Regions from separate parts of the Mus musculus genome. Here all the other regions are linked to region 2. Evidence: chromatin contacts called from public HiChIP or PLAC-seq and promoter capture Hi-C data. All regions are on one chromosome and are shown on one strand. Each heading gives the region's core, a stretch centred on a gene start, on an enhancer-like site or on the middle of the called end of the contact. The rest is flanking DNA. Distances are from core to core; before and after follow the strand shown. Region 1 holds the start of 6430584L05Rik (RIKEN cDNA 6430584L05 gene). Region 2 holds the start of Inmt (indolethylamine N-methyltransferase). Region 3 has its middle 18 kb from the start of Ghrhr.

Region 1 (3,891 bases), core at 1,237-3,736, 220 kb before region 2:
AGCCAAGCTGTGAGAGGAGACATAAATAAAAGGCAGCCTGCGAGCAGCCAACGTGGCCCCTGGCACCAGCACTGTGTGTTCAATAAGAGCTGGGCTTTCTCCCTTCCATGCCTCTCAGCCAAGCTTGGTCCACCCCTGAAGTCCCAACTCCCAGCAGAGACTTCCCCCCCAGCACCCCCCTCTCCCCTCCACCTTCTTCCGGGAGCCTGTTCTGTAAGCAGGTCTTGTGGTAGCAGCCTCAGCCTTAATTTTAGTTCTGGGCTGGGTAATTTCCCGTGATTACAGGCCCTGTCAGTATAGCAAGCACTCCAGCTGCTAGCAAGCCAGCAGGCCTCATCAGAGCAGGGCCAGGCACATGTTCACACACGTGCCTCACCCTCAGGGACACATACGAGAGAGCATGTGTGTGCACTAGCAAGCATTTGCACACTCACACTTGCACACTGATGCATGCACACTCACATATATGTACACACTCAAATGAACATTCAGCTTATTCAGGACCAGGACCCGGGCGTCCTCAGCCAAGTTGTGTGTACATAGCCTGCACCATGTTCATCTTACCAGCGAGAACTCTCTGTGCCGTGCACATGTATAGCATCCCCTCTCCCACCCCCAGAGCAAATGATGAGTCTGACAACAAGGACAGGGACAGCAGACATAACGGGGCACTGTGGGACAAGGGCTTTTCTCAGGGACCCTCCCCTTCCTGCCAGAATCTTTCTCTTCTCTCTCCCCTAGGCTTTCCAGGCTAGCACTAGAAAGCAACGCCTTATCCCCTTCCTCATAAGCACTCTGTGTGTTCATGCCGGTGCTTCCATGGCTCGACAGTGTCCCAGGAAGAACATGTGCTGGAAGATCCCGGGGTGGCAGTGTTAGAGTTGAGGAGGTATTAGAAAGTAGAGCCATGTGGCATGTAATTAAGTCAGAACTACTCATGGAAAGAACTAATACTGATATTGGGGAATGAGCTAATTCTTAAGAGAATGGGGTGCTACAAAGCTGTTCCTGGTGTTCAGACTCCCCTTTCTGCCTTGCCCTGTGAAGTCTTCAAACACACACCCTTCCGCATGTGCTCCCAGTGTGATGCATCCACCACGTGTTGAGGAACCTAGAGGTCCTCACCAAATCTGAGATGTCCCCATGTTCTTGGGCACCTAGAACTGTGAGTTAATCTCATGCCTGGTTTTTACGAATTACTCAACTTCAAGCATTTTGTCCTAGCAACACAAAACAGTTGAAGACAGACATCTGCTATGGATCATGACTAGGACCCACTCCATCTGTGGATATGGCTGTAAGTGAAGCAGAGGGAAGACTGGCCATATAAATGGAATGCTTCGATAATGTATAGCTGGTCCTTGCTGTATAGGACTTCCTGGCTGGCTAGCTCCAGAGCTGACACTTACTGCACGTTCACAGACATTCTGGACCATTTGAGAGGCTTGACACACAGTGCTCAGCCAAATGAGAGGACACTCTGCTTTTTTGTTCCAGGTGTCCTACTTTAAAAACAAATGTCACGTCAGGGAGGTGATAAGGTTTATTTTGTCCCTATTTGTTACATGGGCTGTGAAGGACAAGAGAGTCTCAGTTTAGGGTCTGCATGGAGTCTGATGCAGCATGATGTGACTTACACACGGAAAACTGTGACAAGAGGATGGGTTAGGACATCACCCTGGTTAGAATGATTTGGATGATCCTTATTGGTTGGCTGGAAGAACTGGGTGACCCTTTGTGGGACATCTTATAGGACAATCACAGACGCAAGCTTGAGCTTCAGGGAACTACTTGGTGGTGTCCCTATAGGAGGAATGCCTACTGAGCTTTCCCCGGGCCCCACACGGCATCTTTGCTCCCCATCCAACTACCTTCTACATGGAGTTTCCTGTGCTCTAGCACCACAGAGACTAGCTTTGAGCCTTCATATGCAGACATGATCATGGAGAGACACACAGAATTTTGCCTCTGCCTTCTTGCCAGCCCCTTTTTCCGACTTTCTCCTTTCAAGCCATCCCCACAGCTGCATTGACAGCTCGACCACCCATTTCACATGCCCTTCTTCTCCTGTGTCCCCCAGACAGGCCTAGGTCTGAAGATCTTATCCCTGACTGTAGCATCCCTGGGCACAGCCTGCCTGAGGGTGGCCAAACACAGATGGCTATGGAGCCCAGGCTCCATATTCCTCATTCCTATGGGCTTGAGTAAGGGGCTTCCAAGGGGGTGTAGGCAATGGGCAGAGCTGTGGCTTGGCCCATCTGGTCTGTGCTGAGCCCTTGATGAGGAAAAACTGGTTTCAGAGCTACCGCACAGCAAGGCTGCTGGCTGAGCCACTGAAGGCCTTCTGTGAGGACATGAGAAGCCCTCAAATTCCACCCAGACTGCTCCTGTCTGCTTACCTCACATCATGATATCCAAGGCCACTGGATGTCTGGGAGGGCCCTCTGTGAAGGCCATCTGTCCAGCAAGAGACCAGAGCTACACATACCAGAGCCACGCCCAGCAGAGCTGTGGACCATGCCGGTGCCATGGCGATGCCATCTCGGCCAGCCTTTCCCAGCCCGGTAACCATGGGAATGTACTCAGGGCTGCGGCTGCTTATGCAATGCCTCTGAGGGAGGGAGGCTCGCGGACCCACCTACTTGCTGCAGGGAAGCCAGAGCCCCAAAAGAATCTGTGAACACGTATGCTACCCACCTGCTTCTCCTCACTGAGAGGCAGGGAGAGCGCCACACATTCTCATCACGTATCATGTAACAACACACTACCTGGGTTAGAATGACCTCGAGGGGAAGAGAGGACAAGAAAGAGAAAGTAGGGGCAGGGGGAAATTCTAACTAGGAAGATGTTGGCTGTCTGCATGCAGAAAGGCTCCAGCCACTCTGGCAGCCCCAGGACCCAGATGTTTGTATTATTGAGGCAGCACAGCTGCTGTGTGTGCTATTCTGGTTTCATTGCCCTGAATCTGGGAACTGGAGCCTCCTAGAGGGAAGAATGGAGAGCTGAGATGAGCGTAAGCTTGCGAGCCAGCCAGAAAGAGCACTGTCCACAGGAAGAGGTTCATACACATGAGTGAGCCAATCAGAGCTGACTGAAAAAATAAATCCAACCCTGCTGCTTCTTGTTATGTTCCAACACCACATAAGGGCTCCAGGCGTGGGGCCTCTGGGAGCCCCTGAAGCCACAGGCTAAAGGCATCACAGGCTTCTAGACACAAGCTTCAAGACACAGGCTTCCTATAGCAATTGCAGCTCTCCCGGGTCCTCTCCATCCTGGCCCTATCTCTCTCTTTGCTATCCCTCCCATGTTGAGTCCCACCTCTTGAGATTCCTGGACCTCTGAAGGTGCCCCAGAGTTCAGGAGACTCTGGCCCAAGTTCTCCTAGTCCCTCAAGCCCCAACCTTCACCTTGGCTGACAGAAATGCCCAGACAAATGGTCAGTACCCTACTAGTCTTCTCTCTCCTTGTCTCCACAATGCCCCCAACTCCCCGCAGTCTCTTCTTTTGCTTTATCAGGACCCCAGGACCCAGCTGCATGCACAGAGCCTCCTCTCCTCCCAGGGTTCCTCCTCAGCTTGCTACTCCACCCTGACACTAAACCTCCCAGGTCCACGTCCCATTCAGTCTGCATCCTTCCCCTCAGCTCCATGCCCACTGCATATGCTCTCTTGCAAATAGAGCCAAGTCTCTTATGTCTTGTCTCCGAGAAAGGCTAACCCTGCCTTCTCTAGTTGAGGTTCCCAGATTATTAATACTGACTGGTCATCAGTCACCCATGTGCCCTCCTCTCCTATTTTTTACCCTCCAGTTACTATACTTTCCCATCTCTATATGCTCCTATCACCCAAACTCCAGCCAACCATGAACCTAGCCATCATGGTGAATTCGGAG
Region 2 (3,645 bases), core at 175-2,674:
TTCTGCGGGTGGTGTCACCCCTTAGCCAGCAGGCTAAGCAAACCATGGAGGGCAAGCCAGTGAGCAGTGGTCTTTCAATGTCCCCACCTCTACTCCTGCTTGAGCTCCTGCCCTGCCCTTCCTCAGTGACAAACTGTGGTCAGGAGGTGCAAGTCAAATAAACCCTTTCCTTCCCAGGTTGCTTTGGGTCATGGTTGTTTACCAAAGCAAAAGACGGCAAACTGGGGCATCATTTTTCAAAGCAACCAGACCAGACCACAGCAGATCTAAGTGAGCTGATGATTCTGGGGGCAGAGGACAAGATGCACATGTGCACACACGTGGATGTGGATGGGTGGCGCTCTGTGCAGTGTTGTGACACGTTTTCAATTGTTTGTCCAAATACAGGGCTTGGCAACACACAGGCCTAGTGATTTGGGGAGGTGCTGTCAAAGTTTACTCCCGAGCATAAGAAAAAGAAAAGGAAGAAAGAAAGAAAGAAAGAAAGAAAGAAAGAAAGGAAGGAAGGAAGGAAGGAAGGAAGGAAGAAAGAAAGAAAGAAAGAAAGAAAGAAAGAAAGAAAGAAAGAAAGAAAGAAAGAAAGAAAGAAAGAAAGAAAGAAAACATTAAGCCAAATGAGAAAACAAGACTTAAACCTTAAACCGCTGGGGAATCATTAACTCAGTTAAAGATAAGCTGTTTACAAAGGCAAGTTCACTGAGTGTAGAATAGCAGAGAGATTTGAAGATCTCTGGTCCTCCTACTTCCCCAGCCTGGGGAGCACTTCTGTTCTGGTTCTTGTTTTATTTGCCTTATCAAAGATGAAGCCCAGGGGCCGTGAATGTGTTGGCTGGGAGCCTGGCCCTGTGTCTCCACCCTCTACTCTTAACCCCATGAGTGAAGCATCCCTAATGAGACCCTCATCTCTTTGGTCTCTGCCTCTTTCTCTTTGTCTGTCTGTGTACCTCTGTCCCTATGTAATTCTCTCTCTGTCTCTCTCTCTCTCTCTCTGTCTCTCTCTCTCTGTCTCTCTCTCTCTCTCTGTCTCTCTCTGTGTCTCCATATATATATCTGTCTCTGTCTGTCTCTGTCTGTCTGTCTCTCTCTCTCTCTGTCTCTCTCTCCTGATCCCAGTTGTCCACATGCCACCCTAGAGGGCCAGGGATGAGAGCTTCAGGGCCCAGTGACCCAGGACAGGACTGGAGGCCCTCTAGCATTCTCTTGCTTCATCACAAAAATCAAATCCAGCCAGGAATCTAGCATTCTCTTGCTTCATCACAAAAATCAAATCCAGCCAGGAATCTGACACCTGCACTCTGAAACCATCTCCAGGGACCCTAGCTCCTCCCTGAGAAGGGAGGTCTTATAAAAAGATTATAAAAGGCATGGTGGGAAGGAGTGAGCATTCAGTAGGGGCAAAGGAGTCTGGACAGCTGTGTGGGCTGGCTAGAATGGAGGGCAAGGTATACATAGGAGGTGAGGACTATGAAAAAGAGTTCACTCCCAAAGACTACCTGACCACCTACTACAGCTTCCACTCTGGCCCTGTGGCAGAGCAGGAAATCGTAAAGTTTAGCCTGCAGAACCTCTACCAGACCTTCTCTACAGGTGAGTGGCTGAGGTCTCCCTGGGGAGGGGCTGGAACCATGCCAACAGGGAGAGCTTATTCTGTATATACAGATGCTACAGAGGTGACTGGTCTGAAGGCCCACAGGGCCCATAGATGGCAATGTGTGCAGATCCAGAAGAGCCATGCCTCAGGAGTGAAGAACTTGCCTTGCACCCATGATCAGCCTCAGTAGCTACACTCGTAAGCTTTGAGGGGTATACCCAGATTTGTGGAGCTCCTAGGCCCATGCTGAGAGAAGTGACATAGGACTGGGCACCAAGGCTACTTTTCCCTCTCCTCTTGCCAGAGGCCTTCCAGAAAGCTCTGCAGCCTTTTTGGAACCTTGAGTCTCTCTGAAAAAAATCCCTGATGAAAATTCTTCCCTGTAAACATGCATACAAGTTTCCATGATTTGCCCCCAATGTCTAAGGGCAGACTAAGGCTAGGGAGGGACAGGGGTGGCCAGTCAAAGTCAGAGAGCTAATAGTAACAGCAGCAAGAATGAATCATAAGACTTCAAGTGACCCAGCACTAATGGGGAGAGTGTGTTCTGTGTGACCCTGGAGGTCACTCAGTGTACTCCCCCACAAAAGCCTTCTTAGCCAGACATTCGGTGCCAAGGAACGGGTAGCAAGGAACAACCTCAGAATACAGAGGGAAGAAAGCCTGGTGCTGCTGGAGAAAGCTGGGGTATAGAACAGACTTCAGTCCTTGGCAGAGGCATGGTAGGTATAAAAGGAGACTGCAGAAGGGAGAGGGCAGGCTGAGAGGGCATACCCGGGGTGGGGGGTGGAGGTACACTGAGCAACTGACCTCCAGGGTCACACAGAGCACATTCTCCCCATTAGTGCTGGGTCACTTGAAGTCTTAGGCTTTATTCTTGCTCGTGTTACTATTAGCTCTCTGCCACACTTTCTTCTGTGTGGCTGCCTTTCCTAGAAAATCAGAAGGGCTCTTAAGAACTAGCTGGTGTCCTTCTCAGCCTTTATCCCAGACCCTGCCACTCTACCAATTCCCCCAATTTTCTAAATCCAATGTTCTTTGAAGTTAGCCTATGCCAACTGATTAGAGAGAGAGAGAGAGACAGTAATCCTGAATTTATCTGGAAGACCAGACATACCTCCCAGGCCTCCACTAGTATCCTGGGTCATGGGGAGGCAGTTAAGAATGTCAGCTGTTTCCCACCCCCGGCATTGCTCCCCACTCCTGTCAATGTACAGCCCAGAGGCAAGGGGTTGCTCCCCTTCCCAGCTGGCGAATCCTAAGGTGGTTTGGAGTCACTCAGCAGGATGTGAGGTCAGGGTGCGGAGACCTGCCATGCTATCTCCCCAGGAGGTGTAGGGGGCGACGTCCTGATCGACATTGGCTCTGGCCCTACCATCTACCAGCTGCTTTCAGCATGCGAGGTCTTCCGGGAGATCATTGTCACTGACTACACCCCGCAGAACCTGCAGGAGCTGCAGAAGTGGCTGAAGAAAGAGCCAGGAGCCTACGACTGGTCCTCCATAGTGCAACATGCATGTGAGCTGGAGGGAGACAGGTACCTGCAAGTGGTTCCATTTTGTCCACCCACCTCATCCTTCTCAGATAAGGCCCTTTTGTGGCTCAGACAGCTCAGGAACTCACCACTCACCTCACTTTCGTCCTGGCCTTCCTTAACCTCGTGAACCTATAACATTCCCTCTGGGTCAGTCCCTCCTCCAGCCCTAATGCTGCCCCAAACCATCTGGCCCTACTCTCCCTTTCTTTGTATCTGCTCAACCCAGGTGCGGTACCAGCTTCTATGTCACCTCCTCCAGGAAGTCCTGCTGACTGTCCAGCTCATACCACCCCTACTCTGCTCTGGAAACTGGTTCAGTGTCTCCTTTGATGTTGGGGGACACACTTGTGGAAAGCCAGGCCATGGGGTGTACCCTACATGTATCCCCTCAGCATTGTGGCAAAGCACAGAGACCAATAGCAGTGACCTTCTGCAGGTCCTGCGTCACTTGGGTTCACAGAGGGTATATGCCACAACTGGAGCTGCAAGGGTCAGTAATTCTGACCTTGTCCTACAG
Region 3 (3,499 bases), core at 674-3,173, 180 kb before region 2:
AGACTTCTATTCAAATATCTTTATCCACTGTAGCTCAAACCTGGAAGACTCCAGACACCTACTGCCGGTGGACACCCATGAGGTATATGCATGTCATGGAATATTACTTGAGAATTAAAAAAAAAGTGGGTGGGGTGAGGGGACATAGCTCTTACACAGCACAGAGGTGAATGCCAAGGGCACTGTGTGAGTGAAAGGAATCAGACTCGGTATAATTCCTCCCGCGTGCAAGCCTACAGGAACTGAGCTCAGGCAGCAGGGAAGCTGAGAGGTAGCCAGGGCACACGGGGGGGGGGGGGGGGGACGACATGAGTGGAGAGTAAAGAGCCAGGGAGGAACTATTTGGGGATACTACGGAAGCTACAGGGACCATGATCATGGTTATGCACACTGGGTAAAATCCACTCAATAAGTATCATTAAAATGCATAGGTTTTAAGAGAAAAACAGAAAGTGCAGAAGTCGTTTTTTTTTTTAACCCAATGTTTATATATATAAGTGTCTGCCTGAATGTCTATATGTTCCCAGGGACAGAGAAGGGAGTGCTGTAATGTGGGTAAACCGCCAAAACAAGCATTATCTTTTACTCCAATATTCTTGTGTGTGTGTGTGTGTGTGTGTTTTTAATTATCTGGACATTACATATACAATTACATTTAAATTGTGGCAGTAGCGAATGGTAGGGCTTTTCTACCACACTGGGTGGGTACTAGAGATACCAGGGTGAAGTATTTCTACCCATCCCATAAACAGGTGGATTTTTTTGATAGTGGGCAGTTTCCTTCTCCCTGGCACAGAGAGCAGCCTAGTGTCTGCAAAGCTTAGCTGAGACTTTTTGGTCCCGCCTGCATCCACTACCCCTAGTGGTGAAACTGAGCAACTACATCTCTTTCTAGCTACAGACTCCAGATAATTTCCCAATCAATTGTCAAGGGTCCCAAACACTTACCCAGGCTGGGGTGGAGCCTTAGACATGGACAGCCTCAGGGGGTTAGCTGCTTCTGGATACTTGGCTCAAATGGCTTTTTGACGCAGCTCACGGGTCGTACTCCGGGTAAGATCAGAGCAACCATAATTCCTAGATTTGCTCCCATGTTGCCCTCCTTCCAGAGAAAAGAAACAGTCTAGAACAGCGGTTCTCAACCTGTGGGTCACAGGATTATATATTAGGTATTTACATTACAATTTATAACTAGAAAAAATACAGTTATGAAGTAACAACAAAAAAGTGTATGGTTGGGGGGGGGGGGTCACCATGACATAAGGAACTGTATTAAAGGCTTGCAGCATTTGGAATGTCGAGGTGACTGGTCTAGAAAAAGCAGGGACCCTGGCACCTGGGAACGGATAGCCCAAAGGCACATTCCTCATCCTCGGCATCTCTTCACCATAGCTAAGCAGCTGCTGGCCACTCTCTCCTGATTCCTGTGGTGACCCAGCCTTCGTGGGTCACTCTCAGAGATACTTCTGTCCAGAGTTTAGTGTGTCTTCTGTCTTAGAATTAAGGGTCAAAATTGGGGTCAAGGTAAAGGCTAGACTTCTATGGTATGAATTTCTAGGGTTCATGTACTGGACATTGAAGGCCCAGAGTTACCTGTGAGAAGCAAGGAGGTCCCAGAGGAAGAGCATTCCAGTTTCCCCAGAGAGGGTGGAAGGACCACGCTATATCTGTCCTTGACCATGTCCACTCAATGCCACCCTGCCCAGACCCCTGCTTCATTTCCTGGAACCCCCCTTCCTTTTCTGCCAGTATCTGGTCAGGGTAACTGCTAAGGGGGTGGAGGTGAAGGGCAAGGTAGCTGCGAGAGGCAAGGGTGAGGAGGAACGCTGGCCTCCAGCCAAGCCAGGCGATGTGGGAACAGTGTCACTTTGTTTTCCTCTAGCGGAAGAGTGCTTTGATGCGTACATGGGTAACTCATTCTTTTATAAACTTCCAACTTCTCCACAGACTTTGCCCTCCTCCTAGCAGCGGGGACTCCTGTGACTTGGACAGTCTCAGCTGTCCCTTGCATGTGCCCTGTGTGGATAGTTTGCAGGAGAAAAGGAGGTTCTCTAAGTGGTGGTAAAGCAGTCACGGCATAATAGCTTAAAGAACCCAGGGAGGAGTGTGCCCAGAGCACTGTGGGAGCATCCTGAGGGGAGAAACCCCAAGCCCCCGCAGAGAAAGAACAAGAAGGGCTACAGGTTGAATTCCAGCTGGCCCTGACTCCTGGGCACGGCAGGAAAAGCAAGGGAAAAAACCTTTCCCTTGTTCGATTTCTGGGCAGAGACACTGAGAACCAGAGAGGAGAGCAGACCTATCCAGGGCCACACAGCCCTGAGTCACACAGGACTCAGGCCCAGGCCAGTGCCCCAGGGCCAGGCACTCCACTTAGAGCCATGGTGGGATCCACAAAGTGAGGCACCTCCAGGCCAAGCCCTTCCCACTTTCTCCTTTAGTTCTGTTTCTTTTCTTTCTCCACTCTGCATTGTCGCCCCCTGTACTTGGGGAAAATAGTTGCCTGGGGAAATGGTGACTCAACCCCACTTGGGGTTTATCCAGCCTTTAATGTATAGGTGGAAGAGAACAGCAGCTGCAGATGGGGGGAACTAAGAAAGGTGAGCCAGAGCTCTGTGGTGCCAGAGTCTAAGTCCACAATGACCCATTCTGTAGATGGAGAAACTGAGGCCACAGTGATCATTGAAGATCAAATGGTTGGTATCAGACCCCAGGTTCTAAGCCAGGCTGTCTGACTCTGCCTCATGTTGACCAGGATAGCATCAAACTCACAGTGGTTGATTTGGAATTCCTAATTCTCGGGCATACCTCAATGCCCAACTATATATTTTATTTTATATTATTTTTTATTTTCTAATGAAATAAATAATTGAAGTGCTTGGGAAAGCTGAAAGAGGCAAAAAATGAGAAAGTCACATTGTTCCAAGCAAGAGGGGTGAAGCCTTGAGAGAAAGAGTCAACACTGGGACACACACACACACACACACACACACACACACACACACTCATTAGCTCCCTCCTTTTCCTGAGCACCTGGTGCTGAGGAGCCCTTCCTTCCATTTACAAATCTAGAATGTATCCTGGTGTGGTTCAGAGAGCCTGGAAGACTTGGGAGAGGAGAGCAGCCCTAATCCCTCTGGGAGTACATGGGGCTGGGCCAGGACTTTGCCACTTGAGCTTCCTTCAGAGCTTCTGGGCCTGGGGCTTGGTGGGGTGCAGTGGGGAGAAGGTGACGGAGGAGGAATGATGACAGTCAGTTCTGATCTGAGGAGGAGCCTGTTTCTTGGGGAAGGGGTGTAAATCCAAGGTGGGGTAGAGACCTAAGGCCTTCTGCCTCTCCCTGCAGCTCCCCTCCCCACCTCCTACCTGATTTGTCTTTGTCCCGCCCACCCTTATTTATAAACCACATGTCCCCGTGTCCCTGCCTGCCCTGCCTGTTTGTCCACAGCTTCAGCTGCTTCCCCTGATAACCCAGAGAGCAGTTCAGGGGGAACTGGGAGGG

The links. Promoter capture Hi-C pulls out the DNA fragments that hold promoters and counts their contacts. HiChIP or PLAC-seq counts read pairs in DNA pulled down with a chosen protein or histone mark.
Region 1: a contact with region 2 is called in a promoter capture Hi-C map of hematopoietic stem and progenitor cells, with 6 times the contacts expected there. The contact joins the promoter of 6430584L05Rik here to the promoter of Inmt in region 2. A contact is called at or near these places in 5 of 39 promoter capture datasets (embryonic stem cells, hematopoietic stem and progenitor cells, liver and 1 more), 1 of 15 datasets of contacts at CTCF or cohesin (the NIH/3T3 cell line) and 5 of 484 Hi-C or Micro-C datasets (brown adipocytes, cerebral cortex, palatal mesenchyme and 2 more).
Region 3: a contact with region 2 is called in an HNF4G HiChIP or PLAC-seq map of pancreatic cancer cells. The contact joins the enhancer-like site here to the promoter of Inmt in region 2. A contact is called at or near these places in 6 of 39 promoter capture datasets (the 3T3-L1 cell line, the C10 cell line, cranial neural crest and 2 more), 2 of 115 datasets of contacts at active chromatin or transcription factors (kidney and pancreatic cancer cells) and 1 of 9 other capture datasets (embryonic stem cells).

What each region holds. Positions count from the first base shown.
Region 1 is chr6:55,395,482-55,399,372 of GRCm38.p6, reverse strand. It overlaps 6430584L05Rik (RIKEN cDNA 6430584L05 gene), which reads right to left and starts at 2,486. Exons shown (of 4, transcript NR_046179.1): 1 at 2,400-2,486.
Region 2 is chr6:55,172,769-55,176,413 of GRCm38.p6, reverse strand. Inmt (indolethylamine N-methyltransferase) reads left to right here and starts at 1,424. Exons shown (of 3, transcript NM_009349.3): 1 at 1,424-1,587; 2 at 2,921-3,128. The coding sequence starts at 1,431.
Region 3 is chr6:55,356,210-55,359,708 of GRCm38.p6, reverse strand. No RefSeq gene overlaps it. Among named protein-coding and RNA genes, the nearest start is that of Ghrhr, 18 kb to the left of the region's middle. Within about 2 kb of position 1,923, at least 39 of the 459 cell types and tissues checked have an H3K27ac peak or open chromatin away from gene starts, as enhancers often do. A contact at or near this core is called in kidney and pancreatic cancer cells, where this site is marked.